3 separate regions of the Hordeum vulgare genome follow, and regions 2 and 3 are each linked to region 1. A link is a contact called in public Hi-C data. All regions are on one chromosome and are shown on one strand. The core of a region is the stretch at or near the end of the contact, and the rest is flanking DNA. Distances in the headings are between cores, read along the strand shown. Region 1 has its middle 180 kb from the start of LOC123448042. Region 2 has its middle 100 kb from the start of LOC123446215. Region 3 holds the start of LOC123446215 (light-inducible protein CPRF2-like).

Region 1 (2,700 bases), core at 189-2,688:
CAAAAAATGTTCGTGTTTTAAGAATTTGTTCGGGCTATCAAATTTGTTAGGCGTTTTTCAAAATTGTTCTCTTTCTCAAAATTTTGTTCTCAAGATTCAAAAAATGCTGATGCTTTAAAAAATTGTTTGCGATTCCAAATTAGTTCACGCTTTTTCAGAAATGTTCTCGGTCTCAAAATTTGTTCTCAAGATTTGAAAGATGTTTGTTCTTTAAAAAATTGTTTGCTCTTCCAAATATGTTCATGTTTTTTTAGAAATTTTGTCGGTTTCAAAATTTGTTCTCAAAATTCAAATAATGTTCGTGCTTTCAAAATTTCTCCATCCTTTCAAATTTGTTCGGGGTTTTTTCAAAATTGTTCTATTTTTAAAGTTTTGTTTTCAAGATTCAAAAAATGTTCATGCTTTAATTTATTTTCCGCCCTTCTAAATTTGATCAGGATTTTTCAAAAAGCAATTCTGCTTATTTTCATTCTCTCATTTAAATATCATTCATGTATTCAAAAAAATGATTTAGAAATTAAAAGTTTGTTCGTTTTGATAATAAAAGAAAAACAAATGAAAACGGGAAGAAAATAGAGCCAAAAAAAGAAACAAATAAGAAAAAAAGGAAAAATATAAAAAATGGACATTGTACGATCTATTTGGACCAAAAAAAGATGAGCCGGCCCAGTCGGATGCCTCCCTATGCGTGGGAGAGACCCCTGCCGCAGCGCGCAGTCCGGCTTCGAGAACCAGCGCCCACACACACTGCATGATGGGCCGGTCCAGTTTCAGAATAGTTTTTCTAATAAAAAATAGAAAAGCAAAAAACTAAACACAAAAGTTCATAAAATCGAAAAATGATTCACAAATTTCGAAACAAAAATTTCATAAATTTGGAAAAACTCACTGTAATCTGAAAAAAAATTCACGAATTTTGGACATTAGTTCATGAATTTGAAAAATGTTTTTAAAATGTTAGTTGAACGGAAAAAAGTTCACAAATCTTTAAAAATGTTTATCAGTCTTGAAAAAAGTTCATACATTTCACAAAAAAGTTCACCAAATCTAAAAAAAGTTCACCAAATCTAAAAAAAGTTCATCATAATTTGGAAAAAGTTCATCATTATTCAAAAAAGGTTTAGGAATTTTAATAAAAGATTCGTAAAATTCAGAAAAATGTTCATTGATTTGGAATTTTTTTTGTTCGTTTGAGAAAAGTTAATCAAAAATGATTTTTATAGAAAAAATAAAAAATTATATAAAATGAAAATGAAAATGAAAAAGTAATAAAAAGAGTAAAGAAAAAAAGATAAACCGAAGAAAAACCAGGCCAGGAAGCTTCCAGAACCTTCAGAAAACCGGAAAACCTCCCCCTCCCGATGGGCCGGCCCATAACCGAATGATGCCGGCGTCGGTTAAGAAAAATGCACTTTAACCGGTGCCTGCAGCGTGAAATAGGATTCGCGGGTAGGAGTTCCCTCGAGTGTGTGCTCGAGCCGCATTGCTATGAAGTGGGTTTGGCCACGTAGCTAATAGGTAAGTTAGTATTTTGGGAAACAGGTAAACATGTAATGAGAAAAGGTAACCTTGTTTAGAGAAACTGTTAAACCTGTATAAAAGAATGTTCCTGATGTACACAAAAATCTGTAATGTGTACAAAAAAGATAGACATGTGTTGAAAAACTAATAAATAAACAGGGGGAAAACCATGTTGCTTTACAAATAAATTATTCCCGATAAAAAAATCAACGTTATTATAAGATTTGTTGAACATGTATTTGAAAAAATGTCAATTTTTTAAAGTATGTTGTGTATTTTAAAAAAGTCAACATATATCACAATACTGTTCCAGCGTACAATTAAAACGTACATCGTGTAAAATGCCGACGAGCTCCCTACCTCACTTGCCCTCCGTCGGTTTGGATCCGGCCGATCCCGACCTCTCGGTGTCCTCTGGTTCCCACCCCACCCCGCTGGATCTGCTTGCCTTCATGTGCAACACATCACAGATCCTGAGATAGCCATTTTCACGGCTCCTGTAACCGCCCATAGATGTGTTGACGCTTCGTCCCGTTGTCCCTCCTCAACATGCTCGGTCGACCCGGCCCGCATCGGCCTAACATTCCTGTCGGTCGAGCCAGATAGACCTCGGAGCGCAACCTCCCATCCCGGAATATCATTTGTCGGTTATTACGTCAGATTGTCATCGTTTCGCACACGCAACGTACTTATGGGACGACCCAACTCGCATTACAAGATTTCTTGGTTTTAGGAACCTTAAGGCTCTAGTCCGGTTCACATATGATTTTTTTCTTTCTTTTTTCTTTTCATCTTTTTACTTGTTTTCTTCTGTTTTTTTCATGTTTATTTCCTTTTCAAAAAAGTTCCCTTTTTTAAAAATCATCATGAGTTCAAAAATCGTTAGAACTTTGAAAAATATCTGTGCTTTAAAAAAATGTTTGAAATTTCAAAGAATGATTCCTTTTTCAAATTTGGCTCATAAATTCTGGAAATGTTCCCTTGTGAAAATTTGCTCAAAAGTTTTAAAAACTTCCAGAATTTTCAAACATGTCCCTGTTTCCAAAATTTGTATGGAATTTCAAGAAATGTTCCATTTAAAGAATCTATTTTTTTAATCACTTTTTTTCAAAAAATTCTTTATGTCTTTGAAAATTTATTATAGTTTTCAAAATATTTACAATTTTATTAAAAATGCTC
Region 2 (2,700 bases), core at 36-2,535, 310 kb after region 1:
TATCCAGCATACATCTAGAGTATTAAGTATGAAACACAATAATGCTTGGAGGAACATGACATGATGTAGACAAAGTAAACTCAAGAAATATGAATAAAACCCATTGTTTTATCCTTAATGGCAGCGATACAAATACGTGTCATCTCCCCTTTTGTCACGTGGATTGAGCACCGCGAGATTGAGCCCATCACAAAGCACCACTCCCACTGAAGATAAATCAATCTAGTTGTCCAAACCAAACTAATAGATCAAAGAGAAATACGAAGCTATAATAATCATTCTTAAAATAATTAAGAAAATACTCAGTTAATATTCATGAATAATTTGATCATAAACCCATAATTCATCGCAAAGAAGATTACATCGAATAGATCACCACGAGAATCGGTTACCTTTGATTTCAAGATCATATACATACATACATACATACATACATATATAGGGTGGGTCTATTCTACAAACACCCTCTAAGAGCATCTCCAACAACCTATTTATATTTGCACTCACTTGCTATTTTACAAATCTTGGCCAAAAAACCTTCTCCAACAGGCTTTGTATATGTGGTCCTCCACCATTTTTTTACAAAGCTTGTTATATTTGCACCCACACTTTGCATATTTGCCAAGCCAAAGGCCAGTTTGTAAATTTTTTACAAGCCTCCTAAAGCCTCACTTTGTCTCAATGGCAGGTGGGTCCGTGTACTAGTGTGTATGATGTGCGTGCGATGTGTGTGTCTGCATGTATGTTCGTGTGTGCACGTGTTCATGTACGCGTGGGTGATGCATGTGTACGTGTGTGTGTGCGCGCGCGTGTTTGTGTGTACGTGTATGTGCTACATGTGTATGTGTGTGCGCTGCATGTGTGTAAGTACACGCGTGTGTGCATGTGTACGTGGATGCGAGTTGTGCTAGTATACATATACATGTACATATGCTAGTGTGTAATGTGTCTATGACAAAATGTCCCCACATGTCATTGTGTGTTTGTGCAAATACAGCTATCCGATATACAAGGGCTACCAAACCAAAAACATATTAGCTTTGTAAACCTTCTTTCTCCTCTTGCTATAACAAATTTTTATCAATCCAATATATAAAGGCTATTGAAGATGCTCTAAGACCCTTATTCTACACACACCGAGCTTATTCTGCTAACACCCCGAAACGAACCTCACCACGACTACAAAGTGAACAGAAAAAACCAACCCCACCCCCACCTTCCCGTCTCCCCCACTCCTCGCAGCACCCTCCCACCCATACCCTCCTTCTTCCCGTGCTCGTGCCCACCTCTTCGCCTCACACTCCTTCTCTCCTGGTCGACGGGATCCCCCTGGTCGTCACACCATCCTCCAATGCCACCCCGCGGGCTTCCTCCCCACCGCACTGATCTCCCTCTCCCATCCCCCATCCCCCACCTCCACCCGCCACCACCTCTGCAGGCGCCCCATCCACCACAACACCAGCCGTGCCTGGCCAGGGTGCCCCCTCGCATTCGGAGCGCCATCGGCCACCGGATGAAGCGACCTCGTGCCTCCGCCGCCCTCGTGCTGCCCCCTGTGTACATCCCCTTGCTGCCATCTTGTGCGGAGCCGTTCCTCTGCCCCCTTCCCCAGATCGGATCCGACTCCATGGCGGGCGGATTTGCCTCCATGGTTGCCAGAGGGGACGGGATCCACCAGCGCAACCCCCACCTTCTTCACGTGCCCCACCTCGGGCTCCCACCACAACCACCTTCTTCCCGTGCTCGAGCTTGTGTAGGGCCCATATTCGCGCCCTCTCGCACGTGGTGGTCGGATGGTGCTTCTGGGAGATCCCCATAGGTGATGCTCCCCTCTCTTCGCAACCGTGTCGCCCGAGCACAACGAGGCCGCCGGCGGCGACCAATCCTTTATTCACACGAAGTTCACGAGATGCCCGTGTGCGGTGCGGAGTACATCTGTGTGGAGCACATCGGCCGTGCTTCCAGTCCGCCCACCACTTGGCCTACCTCCACAAGCAACGTCGTCCATCCTCTCCCGATGACAAGGCCTCGGCCCGCCGTCAACAACATGGCCTCTCGAATAGCCTTGCGCCAGCCCGGTGGTAAATCGAGCGAATGAGGGAATCTCGATGCTACCCTTCCTCCAGTCACAAGGTTCGACCTCTCCCTATGCAATCTCCTCCCACCACCGACGACTACAGGTGCAGGCGTCGGGAGGCTCTACTCCAGTGCGGTTGTTGGGGCATTTTCTTTTCGTAGGCAAGTGCACCGCTTGCCTCCGCCAGCCGAATTGCACCCGCCCTTGTGCTACCAAAGTGCAGCCGTCGTCTTCCCATGAGAAGGAGTGGTTGCTTGGAGGTTGTCTCATGGTCATCCCGAGGCAGCTCGAGCAGGAAGGAAGTGGTCAAGGTCGGAGGAAGCATGGGGGATGAAGTACACACGTCTAGGAAAATGGGGAGGAGGTGCTCCACTCATGCCGTATCTCGCCTTTAGTGGCATCGCCCCCTCACCCCGTGGTCATTTCAGATGCCAGTCCATAAAACCATAACCAAAAAGGAGCGGCGCGTCCTTTCAGATCATGGGGTGTCGTCGGCTGCCGCTTCACTAGCCATGCTGCAACACCTTGTCTCTGACGCTGGTCTAGCAGAATGAGGCCCGAGGGAGCCTCTTCCTCACCACTGTCGTTGTTCCGTGGCCAGTCCGCTTGTGCTTTGTCTCCCG
Region 3 (2,700 bases), core at 95-2,594, 410 kb after region 1:
CAGGGGCGAGCGCGGCCGGCGGTGGCGAGTGGATGCGGGAGGAGGACGTGGCGGCGTTGGTGGTGAGCGCGGCCGGGGCGGGGGTGGGGGCGGGCTGCGGCGGCCGGCGGGGGCGGGCTGCGGCGGCCTGCAGGGGCGAGCGCGGCCGGCGGTGGCGAATTGATGCGGGAGGAGGACGTGGCGGCGTTGGTGGTGAGCGGGGACGGGGCGGGCTGCGGCGGCCTGCAGGGGCGAGCACGGCCGGCGGTGGCGAACGCGGCCGGCGGTGGCGAGCGCGGTTGGCAGGGGGAGCGTGGCCGGCGGTGGCGAACGTGGCCGGCAGGGGGAGCGCGGCCGGCGGTGGTGACGAGTGGGTGCCGGAGGAGAGGGGGAGATGGGGGGAGATAAGATACAGGAGGAGGGATTCGGTGTGGCTAAAAAAAGTTTTTTTTATGAGTCCACCATAACTAGCTTCAATTGGCACCTCATCTCAGAGATAGTTTTTTAGGTGGGTTAGTTTCCATTTAACTGAAACTAACACATGTGTTTGGATGCTTTGAGAGTTAGTTCAGCTCCAACTAGCTCAAACTAGCTCTAGCACTGGGATCGAAACAGGGCCTTTAGCTAGCTAGCTGCTGTGTAAGAAAACGGGAACATCATCTTTTCTTAATTAGGAAGCAATACTTCGCATCGGCACACCAAAACAGAGCAGACTGGGACGAGAAACAAAAACCGTGCTCGTACCATGCATGCATGCATAGGAGTAGATCTGACAGGCTTTGGCTTTGGCTTTGCCCGTGCGTGCGATGCAGCTCCGACCGCAGCCAAAGGCTCCAGTTGCGTGGTCTTCTAGGCACTTCCGCTCACCGGCGCTCGCCCGTCCGGCTTCACACGCGGCGGCTGCTCCGGCCTGCTGACCTGTGGGCTCCTCCATCTCCATCCCATCCCATCCCGGCGACGAGTCACCTTGCTCCGGCCCGGGCCACGTGTGCCGCTGCGCGGTCCACGTCGACGAGGGGGCTCCCGCTGGCCCCCGGGGCCCGCAACCCGCCTCCTCGTTCCACGAGCCGTCCCGCGCGCTGCATGCTGGGCGCTGCACGCGGCGGCTCCACGTGTCTCGGCGCCCGCTGCTGCGTGGAGGGAATAGAGGACCCCCTGTGCATACGCGCGACGTGGCCGCGCCGGACGGGCCAGATGCTCCGCAGAGGCGCCGGTGCACGGTACCACCTGTCCGAGGCCCTCGCGCCGCCTCCGGGGAGAGGATATTTAAAGCGGGGGCAGGGGCCCCGCCCTACTCTCGCTTGGCACCGCTCTCCGCCTTGCGCTCGAGATCTCATCCCCGCGCCCCCCCCCCCCCCCCCCCCCATGCCGACTGATCACGGCAGCAGCAGCGACGGCGGCCACCAGGCGCAATGTCGGCGCAGGGGCGCCAGCGTCGACGTCGAGCTCCGCGCCGCCATGGCGCTGGCCGACATGGCGGGGGCCGGAGCGGCCGCCGACCGCCCGCTCCCGGCGCACCACGCCGCCGCCGCCCCAGAAGCCCAGGTAGTAATCGATTTCGCCGGTTTGCTGGCTGGCTGGCCCTGTTTTGGATTTCGGTTTGGAAGGATTTGGGTTGATTTGGCCGGCCGTGGGTGGGTTAGCAGGCGGCGATGGAGGCAGAGGATGAGGAGCTGGCGAGCACGAGGCTGAGCCTTGAGCTGGGCAACGTCGGCATCCAGTCCTCCCCATGCTCCAGCAGCTCCAGCGGCGCCGGGCAGCAACCGCCGCAGTCGTCCGCCGCCGTGACGGGATACGGCCTCAGCAGACCGCGGCACACGCTCACCGAGGTAATTAACTCGCTCACTTACTAGTAGTACGTTGCATCGATCAACCTACACCTCCATCCACCGGGGCGTCGTCTGAACTCTGAACCGGCAACCGACGAAACATTGCAGGCGGAGAAAGAGGCGAAGCGGCTGCGGCGCGTGCTAGCCAACCGGGAGTCCGCCCGGCAAACCATCCTCCGCCGCCAGGTGATTAATTGTGCAAATTTATTACTCCTACCACCACCACAGCAGCCGTGGCACCTGTCAACCATGTCTAATTCTGATACGATTCGCACCCTGTCGTCGTGTCCAGGCGATCCGAGACGAACTGGCGAGAAAAGTCGCGGATTTAGCGTCGCAGAACGAGAACATGAAGAAGGTACTCTAATTAAGCACCATCATGTCTATTCTTGGAAGATGTTGAAATGCCAGATCCGACGATCAACATCAAGTTGCTTAATAACCATTAACTGGTGCAGGAGAAGGACATGGTGCTGGAACAGTACCTGACGCTCAAGGAGACCAACAAGCAGCTGAAACAACAGGCACATCATCTATCGCTTTCGCTTTCCTTCCTTTAATATCCTTTTCCCCGTCCATTATTAGTACTGCTCCTACTACCATTGTTAGGCCAAAGGAAAGAAAAGAAATCCCACAAGGGAACCTATTATGTTCCAATCCAGCTCCAGTTGTTCCCCCGCGAGAGGACTACAGTACCAGTCATCGCTGCAGTACGCCTTAGTATGCTCGTTACTAATTATGGTCAAACCAGGAGCCTGTCAGTCGCTGATGTCTGTACATTATTTACATTTTGCTCTGACAGTGATGTTCGGACAATAATATACTACTTATGTGCCCCTCATTGCTTCTATATTTGTCTTTTGCTTCTTTCGGTATGTGCTTTCTTTCTCGG

The links. A called contact is a pair of places that touch in the nucleus more often than the background predicts.
Region 2: a contact with region 1 is called in a Hi-C map of seedling, with 4 times the contacts expected there. The contact joins two enhancer-like sites. A contact is called at or near these places in 1 of 6 Hi-C or Micro-C datasets (seedling) and 1 of 1 datasets of contacts at active chromatin or transcription factors (embryo).
Region 3: a contact with region 1 is called in a Hi-C map of seedling, with 6 times the contacts expected there. The contact joins the promoter of LOC123446215 here to the enhancer-like site in region 1. A contact is called at or near these places in 1 of 6 Hi-C or Micro-C datasets (seedling) and 1 of 1 datasets of contacts at active chromatin or transcription factors (embryo).

What each region holds. Positions count from the first base shown.
Region 1 is chr4H:107,847,294-107,849,993 of MorexV3_pseudomolecules_assembly, reverse strand. No RefSeq gene overlaps it. Among protein-coding and RNA genes, the nearest start is that of LOC123448042, 180 kb to the left of the region's middle. Within about 2 kb of position 1,438, at least 3 of the 3 cell types and tissues checked have open chromatin away from gene starts, as enhancers often do. A contact at or near this core is called in seedling, where this site is marked.
Region 2 is chr4H:107,540,571-107,543,270 of MorexV3_pseudomolecules_assembly, reverse strand. No RefSeq gene overlaps it. Among protein-coding and RNA genes, the nearest start is that of LOC123446215, 100 kb to the right of the region's middle. Within about 2 kb of position 1,285, at least 3 of the 3 cell types and tissues checked have open chromatin away from gene starts, as enhancers often do. A contact at or near this core is called in seedling, where this site is marked.
Region 3 is chr4H:107,436,220-107,438,919 of MorexV3_pseudomolecules_assembly, reverse strand. It overlaps LOC123446215 (light-inducible protein CPRF2-like), which reads left to right and starts at 1,344. Exons shown (of 5, transcript XM_045122890.1): 1 at 1,344-1,524; 2 at 1,626-1,808; 3 at 1,917-1,994; 4 at 2,101-2,166; 5 at 2,267-2,656. The coding sequence starts at 1,345. The coding sequence ends at 2,368.